Linked DNA regions of Mus musculus: region 1 is linked to region 2. Evidence: chromatin contacts called from public promoter capture Hi-C data. All regions are on one chromosome and are shown on one strand. Each heading gives the region's core, a stretch centred on a gene start, on an enhancer-like site or on the middle of the called end of the contact. The rest is flanking DNA. Distances are from core to core; before and after follow the strand shown. Region 1 overlaps Gm30912 (a long non-coding RNA gene). Region 2 holds the start of Uri1 (URI1, prefoldin-like chaperone).

Region 1 (5,482 bases), core at 1,442-3,941, 120 kb after region 2:
TTAGGTCTTACTGAGGTCCTTGTGCAGGGGACGGTGGGGGGGGGGAGACAGAGAGACAGATACACACACACATATACACAGAGATAGATAGAGAGAGAGACAGGCACACACACATACACAGATAGACAGAGAAACAGACAGAAAGATACACACACATACACAGAGAGAAATAGAGACAGATAGACAGACAGAGAGAGAGAGAGAAAGAGAGAGAGATAGAGAGTCAGAGAGACAGATACACATACACACAGAGACAGACAGAGAGAGAGACAGGCACACACACACACACATACACAGATAGACAGAGAAACAGACAGAAAGATATACACACACAGAGAGAGAAATAGAGACAGATAGACAGACAGACAGAGAGAGAGAGAGAAAGAGAGAGACAGAGACAGAGAGTCAGAGAGACAGATACACATACACATAGAGAGATAGAGACAGACAGAGAGAGAGACAGGCACACACATACATACACAGATGGACAGAGAAACAGACAGAGAGATACACACACATACACAGAGAGAAATAGAGACAGATAGACAGACAGTCACAAAAGGAGAAAAAGAGAGAGAGAGAGACAGAGAGTCAGAGAGACAGATACACATACACATACACACAGAGAGAGACAGACAGAGAGAGAGAGAGACAGGCACACACACACACACACACACACATACACAGATAGACAGACAGAGAGACATACACACATACACACAAAGAGATAGAGACAGACACAGAGAAAGAGAAAGAGAGAGGGAGAGAGAGGGAGAAGGAAAGGGAAGGAGGGATCGATCTAGTTTTGTTTTTCTCCTTGTAATTACCCAGTTTCCCCCAGGACCTTGTGGCAGAAGTTGTCTTTTCCCAGTGCATTTTAGTCCTTTTGTCAAAAATCAGTTGGCTGCAACCATGTGGTTTCGTTTCTAGGGCCTCTGTTCTCTTCTATTGGTCGGTGGGCAGGCACAGTCTTTGCTACAGTGGCTCTGTAGTCTAGTTTGAGGTCAGGCATTGTGATGCCTCCAGCACGATGAAGTTGGATCTGAATGCCCACGGGCTCTACAATGATCATTACGTAGTCTGTCGGGCCTTGTGTGCTCCCTGTAGATCCTGCAAGCTCTGGCCATTGCCTCTCATCTCTGAGCCTCTGTGCCAGCTATTGCGTGCATCTAAGGTTTCCTGGCTTGCTACCTCGTAGGGCTCTTGGGGGTCCCTAGTGTTACAGTGCTTGAGTAAGTATCCCGAAACCTGTCAAGTGCTATTTACAGGGTGGCACTATGCATGTGTGTGGGGTGATACTATTCCCAATCCCAGGCTAGAGGGGACCTTTAGGGACCAAAGCTCTGATCTCCCCACCTTCTCCTTAGTGTTCTCAAACACCAGGCAGATAGGAGAGGGGCGGCATTTTCAGATGCAAATGTCTCTCTCAATGGAGAAAGCCTTAAAGCCAACAGATGAAGTATAGAAAGAATGTGACAATTTCTTTAAGAATCTTCATTCTCTGGGTTATAACATTACTCGGGAGTGTATGTGTGTGTTGTGTGTTTTTTTAATCTTGCTATCATGAGCAGCAGGTAGCAAAATGTTGATCTTTAATGTGTTAGTAAAACAGCATACATTTGAATATTGGCTTTTTCTGCCATCTGTACCAGTTGACACTGTTTTTCATACCAGCTTATTACATTTCTTGTACAAACATACTTTTGGGTGTCTGTTGATTTATGCTATAGTTGCTCTGGGATTTGTGTTAAAATAGCATTTTAAAACTTATAAAATATTGCTATTTTTTCCCCCTGTTTGATTCGTTGTCATTTGAAAAAGCTCTGGAGTGGCACAAATTTCCCAAGGATGCAGTTGTCAGTTCTGGTGCTCTTGAGGGGGTAGAAGACTGGGATGGGCTGACCCAGAATGTTCTAGAAGGCCCAGCCATGCATCTCCAGGGTGCTGAACTGAGGTCCCCTTGGGGCACACTGCAGGCTCACGAGGGTTATGTTTAATCCTCCAAATGTTAGCAATAAAGATGAGATGCTGTAGGGTCATAGAGATGGCCGAGAGGTTAGGAGAGCGCACTGCTCTCCCGGGGGCCTGAGTTCGGATCTCAGCACTCATGTCTGGCAGCTTGTGACCTCCTGTAACTCTAGCTCCAAAGGGATCCTGTACCTCTGGCTCCTCACACACACACACAGAGACCCATCACATATACACAATTTAAAAAGAAAAATTAGAAGATAGTGTGTCTTAATAAAGCCTTTTTCACTAGGCAAGTGTTCTTCTGCTGAGCTCTAGGTCCCTTTTAAAAACATTTTATTTTTTTTGACAGGCTCTCATCAAGTTGCCCTGGTTGGCCTTGAACTTACATTGTAGCCCAGAATGACCTTGGATCTATGACCCTCCTGCTTCAGCCTCCCAGGAGTGGAGATTATAGGTCTGTACCACTGTGCCCCAGAGTAGTCCTACCCTACTTCTGAAATAGTTCTCTTTAACAAACTCATCAGCTCATCTCCCTAAGATGGCTTGGTATGAGGGTAGCGCTCTCATCTCCAGGCACCACAAATCCGGGGCTCCCTCATACAGAGCTTAGGGGGAACATCCTGGCATTCTGCAGTGTGGGGCTGGGGCTGGGGCTGTGTTACGGTGTCTGAAATAGGATTCCTCAGAGCCCTGGGGGAGGCGTCTCCCCAGTGGATGGTGTCTGCAGCAGGCTGGTGCCGAGGCGAGGCATTCTGACACTCTAAAAAAACCAGTGCAAACTGCCACAGATGGAGGAAGAGCTGAGATTCAAATTGCAGGCTGTTTTCTAACACGTTAAAGATTTGTGTTTTTACTCACTGCTGAGCACGGAAGCAAGATGAGTTTTCTTGTTGTAAAGACTTAGCAGGCAGCAGATTCCTCCCTCTAAGCAACATTGCCAGTGTGGGGCGGTGTACCCTTCTCCCCGTGTCTGATACAGCCCAGGTTGGAAACGCAGCCCCGCTCCTGCTCCCGGAACTCTGCCCACTCAGACCTTCTTTAACCCGTGTCCCCTTCTTGCTACCAGGCAAGTTCTGGTCCCTGTTGTTAAGACTCAGCCCAGTAATGATGCCAGGGCTGAGAAGTAAAAAGATTTGACATTCTAGCTCACTCGGGGATTCTCAGCCTTCCCAATGCTGCGACCCTTTAATACAGCTCCTCGTGTAGTGGCCCCCAGTGCCAACTGTAAAATTATATTCATTGTTACTTCATAACTGTAATTTTGCTATTGTTATGACTCGTAATGTAAATATCTGATATGTAAGATATCTGATATGTGACCCCTGGGAAAAGGTTGTTTGACCCCCCTGCCCCCAAAGGGTTGCAACCCCGACGTTGAGAACCACTGTGTAGTTTCTAAGCCTAACTCTTCACATGCTGTCTTGTCCCAGAGAGGGACTCCAGGTCCATTGTGCAGAAAAGGAGACTGAGGTAGCAAGTGGTAAAATAACCTGCTCGGGGCCGCACAGCAAGAAATGCGGTAGTATTCAAGAACTGAGCCTGCTCTGGTCTGCCCTGGCACTTATTCTCAGAGCACAAGATCCCCCCTCCCCCACCACCACCACCAAACACCTTGGCTCCCACGGGCTCTGTGTTTTCAAACTCAGCTTATGTTTCTTTGTCTTTCTTGAATCTCAGCCCGGGCCTAGGGAAATAGCAAGGGCTCTTTGGGTCTAAAATAAGGAGTGGGGCAGAGATTCTTTCAAAAAACAGAGAAGTGTGTGTGTGTGTTGGGGGGTCCTCACTATGTAGCCCACGGTGACCTCAAACTCATACTTTATCTGCCTCAGCCTCCTAAATCCTAGGATTATGAGTGTATGCTGTCATGTTCAGTTCATTACCTAATTTTAATTTTTACAAAATGAGGGTCCTGTTGGGAACCTGGATAGGAAGGTTTAAGTTGTACCCAAAGTAATAGGAAAGAGTAACAAACAGGACACAGCTCATATCTACCAGTGCTTGGTCTGCGAGAAGACTGTCCACAGGCCTGAGGACCAGGAAGAGGTGTTTGTTTCTTCTGATGCTTAGAATAGGCTACCTGGAATGAGGACTCTCTCAGGCTGGCACCAGGGTGGCTGTCTTCTAAAAAGATCCACAGGGCTGGGCGCCCTCTGCTGGACATTTCTGGCAATGCATGTAGAGGAACTCAGTGGTCAGTAGTAAGCAAGAGCCTATGAGAGGAAATGGGACTGAGAAAGGCTAGGGGAGGACACCTCCTCTCCTTGTTGGGAGTAAAGCCCCTGACGACTCCCACATTCCCTATGAGAGTAAGGTACCGTGTCTCACACCTCAAGCGAGGCCACGGAAAGGTTCTCTGAGAGGTGGTCTTCCACTCAGGGGAAATAGAACCAGGGAGAGACTTGTGACAGACATCACAGAATATAGTTACGAGAGTCCCGAGGCAGTGCTGTGAAGGGAGTACCCAGCAATCAGGGTGCTGGAGTGATGGATGAGCAGTTAAGAGCACTTGCTGTTCTTGGAGAGGATTAAGGCTTGGCTCACAACACCTACAGGGCAGTACACGACCACCTGGAACTCCAGTTGCAGGGGACCTGACGCCCTCTTCTGGCTTCCATGAACACTGCATGCATGCTGTGTGTATACTACCATAGGTGCGTGTGCGGGCACACACACACACACACACACATACACACACACACAAATAAGAATAAAGAGCGTCTATCTGTTGGCAGAGCCTATGGGAGTGGCCAGCCCCTCCATGCATTCTGCACATGGTTGTTATGTGCTGGACTTACAGTGTCCATCAGAACTATGAGCTGAAGGCTTGGCTCCAGGCAGTGGGGCTCAGAGGCTGGGCCTTCTGGAGTGCATGGATCAAGAGGACCTGACTACCTTCTGAGAATGAATCCTTTGGTAGATTCATAGCTGACTGGGTTTGGGGGGAGGAGCTTGTCGTAGAGCAAACTCACTGTCATCCTCTTGGCCAATTGTGAGCAGATCTTTCCCTCTTCTCGCTCCCATCATAATGCTCAGAAACAGAGCCAGCACCAAAGTCTCTGCGACATGAGCCAACAGCAAAGCTTTCATCGTCTCAGCAGATATTCTCAGGTGTTCTTGTGCAAAGCAGGACCTCTCCTCCCTGCTCTGACACAGCACTGGGTAAGTTTTACCTGGGGAGACACCAACAGAACAAACTGCTACCCCAGACGGGGCTCCAACAACAGACCAAGTATGATTCTGCCTACCTAGCTTGGGAACCAATGGATTTATTGGGTTAACTAGAGGAACATGCTGATTGAATTGCTTACAGGAGACTAGGCGAACCCCAAACCCCAAACCACCAAAAGACTTTTCCACCAATATGGATGATGAATTCCCCATAGCTACATAGACAGAAACTACTCCACTCTCAGGTAACTCTCCACACATTCTATACTCTAGCACCTTCTGAGACCCAGAAACCATAGATATCTGGGTCAGAACAGCACACAGATGAGTGGACAGCACAGGA
Region 2 (6,174 bases), core at 1,035-3,534:
TTTCCTCTATTTTCCTTTTTAAAAATCTGTTTCTCCTTTTAAAAAAAAATTAAGATGAAGTCAAGTCTGATGCCACAGGTAATCCCACCTACTTAGAAGGCTGAGTTTAGAGGCTTACAGCTTTAAGTCCAGGCTGGGCTACAATGGGAGTTCAAGGCCAGCTTGGGCAACTTAAAAAGAACATGTTTCAAAAATTAAAAAGTTGACTGATAATATAGCTCTCCTAGAACCATAATAAATAAAAATATAAATCAATAAAAGCAAATACGTCTTGTGATTTAAATTAAACTAGGTTAACTTTTAAACTCTCATCTTTAAGAACAAGTTTAAAATCCAACAGTTGTATTATGTATTAGGGAAAAACGGGGAAAAATATATATATATATAAAGCAGCAGCAGCAGGAGCTAACCAAAGTATGAAAGACTCCTACAATCTGTTAACAGGTGGTTTCTAAGCCAAAAGGGATTTCTTGGGACCTAGGAAAAACTTTCATATAGTTAACCTCAGCAATTTTTCTAACCACATTTCATGAAAAGTTTTACATAGGTATATGAATAAAAAGGAGTTTGGGTTTCATAGCAAAAATTCAAGCTTACATGAAATAGGAGCTCCCAAGATCCACCCTTAACTGAGGAGCTACTGGAAGTTGACAACAGCTAAGGGACAAAGACTGACACATGGGATTTGTGGTGCCCGTGCTCCTTGGATGGTTCTATCTAACACATATGGGCAAGCACTAGCTGGACTGAGATATTTAAAAAAAAAAAAAAAAAAAAAAAGGACATGAAGTTGGAAGGGGGATGTGTGGGAGGGAAAGGGAGTTAAGTTGAAGGGACGAAATAGATTTAACTGACTGCATGTACAATTCTCCAGGAGTAAATTCCAAATAAATAACATAAAGTTTACACGCAAAAATATTTAAATATAGAAAAATAGAGCTTCTCAAATGTTTATGCAACTTCCTAAACCTTTATTAATACCTCACTCTGGCAACAGGACATGTGACGTTTAAGCAAATTAAATGTCGCTTTTCAAAGAATTTCAAGGCACGTCAGGAGAATCAACTTGAAAACCTACAGAATCCACAGGACAATTTCACATTTAACAATCGAGCTGTAGTTCTTAACTACATAACATTTCCTTATAAAAAAAAATATATAATAATTCCCATTCGGAGATTCTAAGCATTCTCCTCTCCTCTGGTAGATCAAAAAAAAAAAAAAAAAGTGGGGAAAGCCTTGTTTAATAAAGGCTTGAAGTTAAAATTTAACAAAGGCCTTCTCTCTTGTCGACTACTAAACCTAAGAGCTGGATTGCACAGGAAGTGCATCATCACCAACGTAGTCAAACTTGGACGCTCAATCAAATAAGGATATCTCGTGTGTGTGTGTGTGTGTGTGTGTGTGTGTGTGTGTGTGTGTGTGCGCACGCGCGCATTGTACCAACGTTTAGATAATAAATAGCTAAGGGGTAAAAAGAGTGACCACTTCTGTTCACAGTGTAATCCCCGAACCAAAAAGGAAAAAAAAAAAAACACGTATTTTTATTTAGTCCCAACAATTGCTCTCTCAGTTCAGGGTCAACCGATTATCCTATCCCCTGCATCCTCTGTATTCCCCACATCCCCGCATCCCTTCCGGGGAAGGTCAAAGGGCCACCGACAAAAGACAACAAATGCACGTGACAAAAGTTTCTCCCGTGGTCCCCGCGGCCCGAGGCTGCGCAGCTCGCGCGTGGGGATCTCGGTTTCACGCAGAGGGCTGGCCGCATTAGAGGTTGCTCAGAGTGTCGCGGCCACATGCGGAAGCCGGCCAGGGCCGGAACCAAGCGCGGCCTGTTACCTTTTCCTGCTCCTCGCGAAGCCGCGCCACCTCTGGTGCGCGCAGCGGAGCGGCGGCTGAGGCCTCTGCAAGGGGCTGGGGCTCGGGCTCGGGTTCGGACGGGGGCTCCATGCCCGGCGCCGCAGCCTCAGCGAGGCGAACAAGTCCTAAACAAGTGTTTATGGAGACGGCGTGGCCGGCGGATGCCCAGCGCCCGCGCGCTCGCCCTCATGCACTGCACGCCTCTCTCTGAAGAGGCCGCGCTCACTTTCGCCGCTGCCCCGGGGGCCGCCGCTCGCGTCCGGGCTACCCGCGGCCGCATCTCACACGCGCATACCGCCGCCGCCGCCGCCGCCGCCGCCTCGGAGCAGCAGGCCCTACACCAGGCGCGCCACGCTCTTCTCCCGCAACCGGGCCCAGCTTAGCGTCCCGCGACTGCCGCGCCTCCGCGCACGCCCCGCCCCTCGCCCCGCCCGCGCAGCACGCCGGGAAGCTCTCAAGCTCCGCCCTAGGGGGCGGGGCTATGGCGGGGACAGGGCCTCCGGGTGGGGTGGAGGCTGAGCCGCTCAGGACCCCTGCACAGGATGAGAGGCGGCGGGATAGTGGGTCCCAATTCGCTTGGCGCTGCCTGTGGTGGTAGGAACTTAATATGAGCACTGAGACTGTTTCATAAGCTCATTTAATTTTATCAAATTCAGCTGTTTCCCATGCCTTTTAATGAACTAATGTGGTTTAATGAGCTAAAATGCACAATATACAACTATATTTTTGCGTATGTATTAATTACTGTACACATTACAATTTTCCTTACATATATTAAGCTGCAGTATTAATATTACTATGTTACTACGTATGCACTGTGTAGCACATTTTTCAACAACAGCTGCTGCCCTATCCCATGTATTTTATAATTCTGGTGTTTTGTTTAACAGTGGGGACCAAATGCATGGCTTTGGACTTGCTAGACAAGCACTCTACCAACTGAGCTAAATCCCCATCCCTGTTCCACTCAGTATTTTAAAAATTGGAAGCTGGAGCAGGGAGCACACCTTTAATCCCCAACAGTTTGAAGGCAGAGGCAGGAGGGTATCTGTGAGTTTGAAGCCAGCCTGGTCCACATAGCAAGTTCCAGGCCAGCCTGAGCTGAATAAATCTCTTGGACTCACTTCCTCCCCCTAGCCCTTTGTGCAGCCTCTGTTTGTGGCAGTCCTCTAGTCTACCTTGTGGCCTTGTCCTAACTCTATCCCAAGCCCGGACAATAGGCATAGATCCTATTACCTCAGTATTGTGTGTATAGGAACAGGCTGGCAGGCACCTGCAGAATTCTGGCCCTCTGTGGGTCTGTTTGCCCCTATCTTCCACTTCTGTTCCAGCTCCCAAGTCCACATCCATCCTTTGATCACTTGCATCAAGAAAGAAAAAGCAGGGACGATTGGGGAAGATGGTAAATATGAATTTCTCTCCCTGCAGATGCAGCAACCTCTGAAACACAGTCAAACTCTGAGCACTCATCTTGCCTCCCGCCAATAGCAGCATCCCTGACTCCTAGGGCACCGCAGAAGCTACTTCTCTAGTGCTGGGCTTTGAATATGAACTGACCCCATGTGTTTCAATACTTGGTCCCTAACAGGTAGTACTAATTTGGAAGGATACTTAAAAATTAGGATGTACCAGGCAGTGGTGGCTCACACCTTTAATCCCAGAATCTGGAAGGCAGAGGCAGGCAGATCTCTGAGTTTGAGGCCAGCCTGGTCTACAGAGTGAGTTCCAGGACATCCAAGGCTACACAAAAAAACCCTGTCTTGAAAAGTGAGGGGGTGGGGAATTTAGTATGTCGTTTAGAATGTAGAACCTAAGTGGAGGAAGTCGGTCAGTGGGGTAAGTCTTTGGTATAGCATCCCTGGATACTACCTGTCACTCTCTGCCTCTTGTTCAGCTGTGAAGTAAACTGAGGCAGGCCATGCCTCCCTGCCATAATACACTGAATCCTCTGGAATGGCATTCCCTACAGAAAGTGATCTAGGATAGATTTGTTTATGTTTGAGTGCATTTTTAGACATGTATCAAGCAAAAGCAAAAGAACATGTAGCAAGAAGCAGATAGAGAACAAAATAAATCAGGCCCTTACGACGTCTAGCAGAACTATCTAGGGTAACCAGAGCGGGAAAGCAAGCAAGAATAAAATCAGCAGCAAACAGCAGACAGATAACATCAACTTGAGCACTTACAACATGCCCCAGAAAGACTGGGCTGAGTCTGTCCAAAAGGCTGGAGCTCTGTTTGGGATGTTTCCAGCTAGAGCAGAGAGTTCACCCCACCAATGAGCTTCCTATTTCTCCTCCCCACCTCGGGCAGTCACAGGATAGACGATAGTAACTTCCATTAGAAACGGTTCGCCTTCTATCTGTCCTCAAGGGTGCTATTATAGCTGTTTGTTCTTTCTCCCTGTCACAGAAGCACAGAGGCCAGCCTGCCCCAAGAAAGTGTCTCCAAGGACATGAGTGATAAACTTGGGTGAATCTGAGGTAGGGAGAGTCTGTCCTGCTCTCAGCAAGCAGCACATGCAGTTTACCAACAGCACTTACAGGACAAATGGTGAGCCAACTACAGGACAATGGTAACGTCTCCTCCCTTACATTGTTTCTGTCAGTCACAGCAACCCAAAAGTAAAATATATATCTGGTGTGGCTTGCCACTCCACCCCTGAAATGTCCAAGGACAGCTCCTTACCCTCCACTCCTCTTTGATGGGATTAGCCCCAGATCACCACAGACCCTGTGCTACAGAAGGCTGGCCCCCAATCCCAGCTCCAGTCTACGGATATGAATTTGTATCTAAAGTGGTTGCTATAAAGAGGGCACATCACGCTATACAAATACAGGCTTTTGGAGGCTTCAAAGAAAGTTCTCCTTCGTTCTATCAATACCTCCTTAAAGAATCCAACCCTTGAGAGAGCAAGTAGGCATGTATGTTTTAGGCAGCTCTTCTTGTCAGGGGAAGGCATGACAGAGTTCATGGCAGCAGAAGCATGGGATAGGATCTTCACATCTCTACAGATCAAGAAGCAGAGAAACGGATGCTACCTTCCAGCTGGCTTCTGACTTTCTCCCTTTTCATCCAGTCTAGAACCCCAATCCATAGGACTCTTAGTACAGATCTCTCAGTTAAACCTCTCTGGAAACTTTCTCAAACATTCACTCAAAATTGAGAGTCCCTTGAGGCTAAAAGAGATGTTGCCAAAGCTAAGAGCACTTGCTGTTCTTTCAGGTGACGATTTTGGATCCTCCAGCTCTAGTGACTCAACACCGTCTTCACATGCGCAAAACCCCCACCCAGAATACACATAATTAAAAAAGAAAAGCAGGGCTGGAGAGATGATTCAGTGGTTAAGAGTGAGCCATGATCTTTCAGGGGGCCCAAATTCAGTTCCCAGCACCCCCAGACGTCATAAAAAAGAAAATGAGGATTCCAAGTGTAGTCGAGTTGACACAGCCCATTGATCTCCATTCCTAGGTGGTTGAAGGACCAGTTTACTCTCCCTTCTTAAGCCTAGGCATCTCATTCTCTTGCCCTTGGACACTGGAGATCCTGATTCACACTGAAATAGGCCACTGGCTGGCCATCCTGGTTCTCAGGCCTAAGGTAGCCCATCTTAAGACTTTTCAGCTGCAGGGCGGTGGTGGCACACACCTTTAATCCCAGCACTTGGGAGTCAGAGGCAGGCAGATTTCTGAGTTCGAGGTCAGCCTGGTCTACAAAGTGAGTTCCAGGACAGCCAGGGTTATACAGAGAAAATCCCATCTCAGAAAAAAACAAAACAAAACAAAAGACTTTTCAGCCTTCCTAAGTTTATAAGTTACTTTGCAGTTTTAGAAAGAAAGGGTTGGTCTGGGCTCCTGGTTGCAGGGGTTTCTCAGTCCATCATGAATACACAGAGACAGCTCATGCTGATAGGGACATGTCGCTACTCCATGCTGGTGGAAAAGAATCCTGAAGCTTTGCTCAGAGTTAAGGGTAGATATAACCGTCAAAGACCAAGTCCTGGTGAACTGCTTCTACCAGCCAGGCTCCACCTCCTAAAAGCTCCAGGGCCTTCGAAATACAACTACCAACTAGAGACCAAGCCAAGAAATCATGAGCCTATGGGAGACATTCCTAATTCAAACCATAACCTTAACTTCCTGAGCCACCTCCCACCGTGTGCCCCTGCTTCTGCATGCATTTCCATACGCAGGACCCCCATCTGTCCCATGTTTTCCCCTGGAGAATCCTATGTGGTAGCTGAACTGAAAACTCTCACACCTCATCTGTAGGAGAAGCACTAGCAATGTCAAATGTCAGCTTACCAAGACA

The links. Promoter capture Hi-C pulls out the DNA fragments that hold promoters and counts their contacts.
Region 1: a contact with region 2 is called in a promoter capture Hi-C map of hippocampal neurons, with 2.6 times the contacts expected there. The contact joins the enhancer-like site here to the promoter of Uri1 in region 2. A contact is called at or near these places in 4 of 39 promoter capture datasets (the 3T3-L1 cell line, the C10 cell line, hippocampal neurons and 1 more), 1 of 484 Hi-C or Micro-C datasets (trophoblast stem cells), 2 of 115 datasets of contacts at active chromatin or transcription factors (Th17 cells and embryonic stem cells) and 3 of 9 other capture datasets (adipose tissue, liver and pancreatic islet).

The regions. Positions count from the first base shown.
Region 1 is chr7:38,137,795-38,143,276 of GRCm38.p6, forward strand. Gm30912 (a long non-coding RNA gene) reads right to left here. Exons shown (of 3, transcript XR_391294.2): 2 at 4,941-5,141; 3 at 4,076-4,181. Among named protein-coding and RNA genes, the nearest start is that of Gm30912, 3.7 kb to the right of the region's middle. Within about 2 kb of position 2,692, at least 11 of the 459 cell types and tissues checked have an H3K27ac peak or open chromatin away from gene starts, as enhancers often do. A contact at or near this core is called in hippocampal neurons, where this site is marked.
Region 2 is chr7:38,017,268-38,023,441 of GRCm38.p6, forward strand. It overlaps Uri1 (URI1, prefoldin-like chaperone), which reads right to left and starts at 2,285. Exons shown (of 11, transcript NM_011274.5): 1 at 1,843-2,285. The coding sequence starts at 1,953.